2 separate regions of the Macaca mulatta genome follow, and region 2 is linked to region 1. Evidence: chromatin contacts called from public Hi-C data. All regions are on one chromosome and are shown on one strand. Each heading gives the region's core, a stretch centred on a gene start, on an enhancer-like site or on the middle of the called end of the contact. The rest is flanking DNA. Distances are from core to core; before and after follow the strand shown. Region 1 holds the start of VAPB (VAMP associated protein B and C). Region 2 holds the start of STX16 (syntaxin 16).

The links. Hi-C and Micro-C count contacts between places; a contact is called where the count stands out from the background.
Region 2: a contact with region 1 is called in a Hi-C map of fetal cortex germinal zone, with 1.9 times the contacts expected there. The contact joins the promoter of STX16 here to the promoter of VAPB in region 1. A contact is called at or near these places in 2 of 14 Hi-C or Micro-C datasets (fetal cortex germinal zone and fetal cortical plate).

The regions. Positions count from the first base shown.
Region 1 is chr10:111,191,287-111,194,639 of T2T-MMU8v2.0, forward strand. It overlaps VAPB (VAMP associated protein B and C), which reads left to right and starts at 1,691. Exons shown (of 6, transcript NM_001257488.1): 1 at 1,691-1,926. The coding sequence starts at 1,869. It overlaps LOC144332204 (a long non-coding RNA gene), which reads right to left. Exons shown (of 2, transcript XR_013400081.1): 1 at 2,026-3,353; 2 at 1,617-1,975.
Region 2 is chr10:111,442,746-111,446,098 of T2T-MMU8v2.0, forward strand. STX16 (syntaxin 16) reads left to right here and starts at 1,665. Exons shown (of 9, transcript NM_001257651.1): 1 at 1,665-2,482. The coding sequence starts at 2,402. It overlaps LOC144332207 (a long non-coding RNA gene), which reads right to left. Exons shown (of 3, transcript XR_013400091.1): 3 at 2,416-2,613.

The DNA.
Region 1 (3,353 bases), core at 441-2,940:
AAAAAACAACAAAAGACAAAAACGAATGCATTTGCAGACGAACAGAAACTGAGAGGGTCTGCACCAACAAACCTACAAAAAAGTAAAATTTAAAGGATTTACTTCAGGCAAAAGGAGAGTGATCCTGTTCATGAAAGCTAAGATGCAAGAAGAAGAATAAAAATGGTAATTGTGTGGCTGAATCTAAATTAATGTTGACTGTATAAAACAATTTAATAATGTCTCCTGGGGTTAAAATGGCAAAGGTTAAACTTAACATACACTACATTAAGGTGTCTAATTTAGAGGATGGGTGATTAAAGTACTCCGAAGTCTTCATATTTTAAGGAAACAGGGTAAAGACATTTTTACAAATATTTAAACATACTGGACTTTCACAAGGTAAGCATGCATGCCCAAAATTTTCAAGTAACCACTAAAACTTAGAAATAGAGTATGTAGGTGAAGAAAATAAGAATGAGAATAAAAATAAACCCCAAAGAAGAAAGGGGAAAAAAAAAAGAAAAACAAAACAGGCAGGACAAGTAGAAATAACAAAATACGATGGTAGAAATAATTCCAGATATATTAGTAAATATAATAAATGTAAATGGACTAAATGCTACAGTTAAAATACAAAGATTATTCTTCCAAGAAATCTGTTTATCATGAAAAATTTCAAGTATACAGAAAAGTGGGAGAAACAGTACAAGAAAACCATGTACCTGCGATGTCAAGTCAGCCATTGTTAGCAATTTGCCATGTTTGTTTCACCTATATTGGTATGTATAGGAGACTATTAAGAACACCTACTTTACTTTCACAGTGAACATAATATAATGAAATACAATTTAAACGGTAATCATGATGTAGAGTATCCATTTTTGAGGTCAAGCAGATCTGGATTCTCCAGCAATTTTTAATTATTTAACTTACTTGTGTGGTTATTTATTCAAAATGTCTCTTCACTAGGCTACAGTAAAAGGATTGGAATCAGGTTAGCTTTTCTGATCATTGTATTTCTAAATATTTATTGCATAAACAAATCGAATTTACTAGTAAAAATTCAGCACAGTGCCAGTTGCCTAATAAACATTTAACGTAGAGTAGCTTGTATTTATTGTAGCTGCTGTTGTCATTGGAAGCATTCAGCAGAGTGATACGAAATAAGCAATAATTGGTAGTTTATTATATTTATAATTATTATTTACAAGACGTCACAGTGCTTAGCCCATATCACTCACCCATAAACATCATGTTTATACTAAGTACTTTGACTATTATTCAAAGTCTCTAACAGTGCCTGGCACTACATAAGCAAGAGAAAAGTGGAAGTTTATTCTAATTGTTGTTACTGAATAAAGCATTTAACACGAGGCTGGCCCCCAGCGGACCCTTAATAGTTTTCGCGGCTGCAGTCGTAGCCGGACTACAAACCCCGCCTCCTGAGCAGCGCGAAGCCCCGCCCCTTGCTGCCCTGCAGTTCCGCCCCCGTGGCTTGTACCGCGCCTGCGCACTGTCCCGGGTGGGGCTCCACGCGCGCAGCTTTAGTCCCCGCCCCTGGAGCTGGCGGCGCAGGGCGCAGCTTCCCGCCGCCCGAGCGGGCCAGCCTGCTGCGTGCGTGCGTGTGTACGCCTGTGCGTGCGTGCGTGCGTGCGTGCGTGCCGTCAGCTCGCCGGGCACCGCGGCCTCGCCCTCGCCCTCCGCCCCTGAGCCTGCACCGCGTAGAACGACCCCCCCCAGCGCGCGCACCCCGTCGAAGACTCTCACCCGTGCCCCGACTGGTCCCCCCTTTTTTGTAAAACTTAAAGCGGGCGCGGCATTAACGCTTCCCGCCCCGGTGACCTCTCAGGGGTCTCCCCGCCAAAGGTGCTCCGCCGCTGAGGAACATGGCGAAGGTGGAGCAGGTCCTGAGCCTCGAGCCGCAGCACGAGCTCAAATTCCGAGGTAAGCCCCAGAGGCCGCCACCTTCATGCTTGCGGCCCCCGCCCCAGTGCTGGAGGGACGGAGTCCGGCGCGGCGGGTGACGTCGGCCCTCGTCCCCACCCCGACGGCGCTGTCGTGGGGGCCGGCGAGGCCGGGCCGGGCCTTGGCGCTCAGCGCGCGCCCCAGAAATGCGCGGAGCGGCCGGGACCCGAGAGGGCTGGTGCAGGAGCTAGGGCCTCTGCCTCCTCCCCGACCCCCAGCCTCCTGGGACTTGCCTTCGAGGCACTTGTCACTTTGCCTTGTAACTTAGTGACCAGTTTGTGATCACTTTAGTGTGAGCCTCCGCCGCTGCTGTTGCCTGGAAGGTTCTTCCCCTGCTCTGTGACAGTGTTGACCTCAGGGTTTAGTTGAGGTATCACCTGCCCAGAGAGGCCTGCTGTGGCCACCCAGCCCACCGTGCACACCTGCTCTCCTGCTGTCCCCATTCTGTCACTGTTTCGTGGTCAGCACCGCACTTTTCGTACTCAAAATCACTGTTTCAACACTAGAAAGGAAACTGCATGAGGACAGGCTCTTGTCAGTTCGCTGCTGTGTACCCAGCACACATTAGACGCCTAGGAAATACCTGTTGAACCAACAAATGAACCTCCTCAGGCCTTCTGATGGGATTGGTCCCATTTTCCGTTCACTGCCTCCCTCATGGTGCCTCCTGGATGCAGCTGAGGGAGGCTGCCAAGGTGCTGGGATCCTTTTGCTCCGCAGAGCTGCCTGGAGCAACACCTGCGGTGGTGGGAAACCATGACCCTGGTTTCTCCCAGACACTATTATCTCTGTAATTTGTGCCTTTATGTTTTCTATGTTGTTCTTTTTTTTTTTTTTTTTCCTACCTTCACCAGGGCCACGAGGTAAAAGGTCTGACATGCTCATTCCTTCTTTTTGCTTGTATCCAGTGATGTGGAAGGCACTAGGGAGGTGATGGATGAACAAGACAGACAAGGCCTCTGCTCTCAGAGAGCTTAGCTTCCGACGAGGACAGACAAACCAGCACACAACATCGTTACAGATCCGTGGAAGGCACTGGGGAGGTGATGGATGAACAAGACAGACAAGGCCTCTGTTCTCATAGAGCTTACCTTCCGACGAGGACAGGCAAACCAGCACACGTGATCTTTGCAGATAGTGCTAAGTGCTGTGTAGGAAATGGAACAGTTTGACTCCATGGAAGTGTACTGTAGATTGGAAGGTCAGGTCTCCACTATATCGCTAGCAGCGGGCTCACAGTAGATGTTCAGCTGGTATTAATGAATGGCCAGAGGTTCTTCAGTTTATATGTCCTATTGGGAAGTAGTGTAGGGTAACTTATGCAAAGTTACCCAGTTGGCAAGTGGTACATTTGAACCCAGACTTCAGAGTTCACGCTGTTAACCGTTACGCTGTCTGATCGCTGG
Region 2 (3,353 bases), core at 415-2,914, 250 kb after region 1:
GCGCCCCTGCAGCCCCCAACCCGGCCCGCGAGGCGACCCGGTCCCCTGTCGCCCGAATCTTCCACCGCAGCGAAGCGTCCCCGGGCGAGTGCCCTGCTCTCCGCGCAGAGCGGAAGCTGGCGGGTTCTCACAGTGAACTCGCCCAGCCCCGCTCGCGGCTCTCTCGATTTTATGTGGGTTTCGTTGTATGCATTTTGTTATTTGCCTCAATGGATATGTTTGACATTAATTTTTAGTTCCACAACGAACGCGCGGGAACGTTCTCCGTGAGAGAAAAAGCACGGCGGGGGGCGGTTACCGGCGTTTTCCCCGGTCGTCTGGGGGTCCCGCACGCGCCCCGCGGGTGCCGCTGTCCGGCCGGGGTCCCTGGGTGAGCCGCGGGCACCGGCTTCGCGTCTCCCCGGGCGCGACTCCGCTTTGCAAGCGCTCAGCACACGGGAAACCCTCGGAAAACACACGTGTGTAAAGTTTGTTCCACGCAGAAACAAAGGACGCGTGGGGGCCGCTTCTGGGGCCTAGGTGTTTTGTTGGAACCCCACTCCGGAGTCCGGCCCGCACCCTCGCCCGGCAAGGGGAAGCCGGCCCTAGACAGACCGGGGGCCCGGAAGGCGCAGCAGCACAGCTCTGCGCCCTCGACCCGCTCCCGCCGAGCGCTGGGCCAGGCCCTTGGCCTCAGGCTTCCCGGGCGGCTCCGGGCCAGACCAGAGCCTCCGTCACTGGGCGCCCGCCTGTTTCTGGGCGCCGTGCTCGGGCCCGGGCAGCTGCTGCCCGACGCGGCCCCGAGGAGCCCCTGCACGAACCCCGCCGACTTGGCCCGGGACGGCAAGCCGGGGTGCTTAGGGCGCCCCGGGCCTGGCCAACGGCGAGAAACCGGGCCCGGGACGCCAGGGGCGCGGGGTGCTCCGGGCCAGGGCCCAGGCGGGGAACAGAGATATTTTTCGCGGGGACGGGGGCAGGAGGTGTCAAAGTTTTCGGGGAACTTTTCCACTTGAGATTCCACGACCCTGTAGTGCCACCTACAGAAAGCGGCAGCTGGGGAGGGCGGGCGCCCCCAACGACCCCCGACTGCCGGCGGCTGCGCGGCCAGACTGCCTGGAGCTTTCGCTTTTTTTTTTTTTTTTTTTTTTTTCCTTTTTTTTCCTCCTGGTTGTTTGTCGGGTACATCTTTTTTCAGAGTGGGAAAAAAAAAAAAAAAAAAAAAAAAAAAAAAAAAGCGAGCGCCAGCGCCTGCAGTAGAGCGTGCTCGGCCTGCAGAGGCAGTCGTCTCCAACTTTTCCTCTCCCGCTCCAACTCCCCGCGCCCAAAACTTCGGCTCTCGGGGAGCCCAAATTTGCCTGCCGCGCAACTTCCACTCTAATGCAGGGACCAAGGGCCCTGGCAGCGGTTTGCAGCCTGGGGGTCACGCTCCCCAGGCTCGGGCCTGCTCGCTGGCCTGCTCCTAGTGCCTAGACCCAGTTGGGGAAGGCGAAACGGGGCGCCCCAGGAGCACCCCGGGAGAGGGCGGAGCACTCTCGTGCCCCGGGGCAGGAGTGCAGGGAGCTCCCGCGCCCGGAACGTTGCAAGCAAGGCTTGCGAGAGTCGCAGGGGGGCACTCGCGAGGGACGGACAGGAAGAGGGCCAGGGGGGACGCCAGAACCCGGGACCACAGTACGGAAACGGCCCGGGGCTGAGCTGCAGTCAGATCCGGGGATGGAGGGAGCCGGAGAAGAGGAGTGAGAAGGCCGGGGAGGCAGGCCCTGCTGTCCTCCTGCAGGCCAGCAGCCTGCTGGCAGTGGAGGACCAGGCCACCCAGGAAAGGAAGGGGTCAGGAGGTCGGGCAGGGCCTCAGCAGGCTCAGACAAGGCCCCAGAAGGGAGCTGCAGGCGCCCTGGAGTCCAGGCCTCAGGCCTGGCTCCGGTTGTCCAAAGAGGGCCTAGGCCAGGCCTCTGGTGGGGAAACTGAGTCACAGCCAGACCTCAGGGCACGGCCTAGACGCTTACGAGCCAAGTTAGGGGTAGAGAGCAAAGACCTTTGGGGGTCTCAGGGAGTAGGGGGCTTCAGGGCCTCCCAGTCCAGAGCTGGATTGGCGAGTTAGACGCTTGTAGATCCAAGGTTGGATTGGGGTGGGGTCTCTGGAACGTTGGATCGCTACGCAAGGATTGGGGGGATTCAAGTGCTTAGAGATCGAAGTCGGTCCTGGGTAGGGGGAGTCAGACAATTGGAAAGCCTAGGTAGTTATTTGGGGAGGGGTCTCTACGCTTTGGCGAAGGGCACAGCTGCGTCTTTTTGGCTTGAAGCCTGAGGCCTTGTCGAGAAGCTTCTGTGAAAGGGTGGGCCGGCCGGGTCAAGAGAAAGAAAGTGAATAAACCAGGAATATAAGTGGGCGGGGGGCCCCTGAGAGGGGGGTCACAAAGGGTGAGACATGGCCACCAGGCGTTTAACCGACGCTTTCTTGTTGTTGCGGAATAATTCCATCCAAAACCGGCAGCTGTTAGCCGAGCAAGTGAGTAGTCACACCACCTCCAGCCCTCTGCATTCACGTAGCATTGCTGCGGTGAGTCTCCCGGCGGCCTCTCCGACACACGGACCGTGTGCACTGCGGCTCTGCCTGTTTGTCTGTCTCTGTCTGTCTCTCTGTTTAATAAAAGAAGATAAGAATAATAAGACTAAGGATAATAAGATCTCTTGGCTAGAATCAGGGGGCATCTGTAACCCTGGATGGGGAAAAAGCGGTGCTGTGAGGCCGCAGCTCCACCTCTGCCTTGTCTTCTCCTCACTTCCGCAGCACCCCCCCCGCGCATCCCCCGCCTTGGCGTCACTGCGCTACAGGCCGCCTGTAATTTACATATGTTTTAACGCTAACATTGGGAAGCATTGGGCCTTTCTGAAGCCTTTTTGTTTCGTTTTGTTTGAAGCTCCCCTCCCCCCAATAGTGAGCCTCAGTTCGGTCCTAATGGCTGGGTCGCGGGACCATGGACCCAAATCCTTGCAAATGAACGACTCCCTCTCCTAAAGAGGAAGCAGTTGTGTTGTTGTTTTGTTTTGTTTTGTTTTTCTGCCCGTTTTAACGGTCCCGCAGCCCTTGTGTGGCCTTGTTCCCTATGAATAATTGTTTCACTGTTCTTCCTGGGGGCTTGGGTTTCTAAGACTCGAGGTGCTAGCCTCTTCACTTTCCATTTCCCAGACGGGAAATTACGCTTTCCTCTCCATTCGAACTTTTTAAAAAAGCCTGAGGAGGTATATGTGAAAATTAACCCTCTAAAATAACATTTTTTTTTTTTTTTTTAAATTAGCCAGAACCTTTAGTTAGCCTAGCAGTAGTGTTTTTTAAGGGTGGTCCTGGAAAAATTACTGTTTCTGGTTTGTTTTTAATG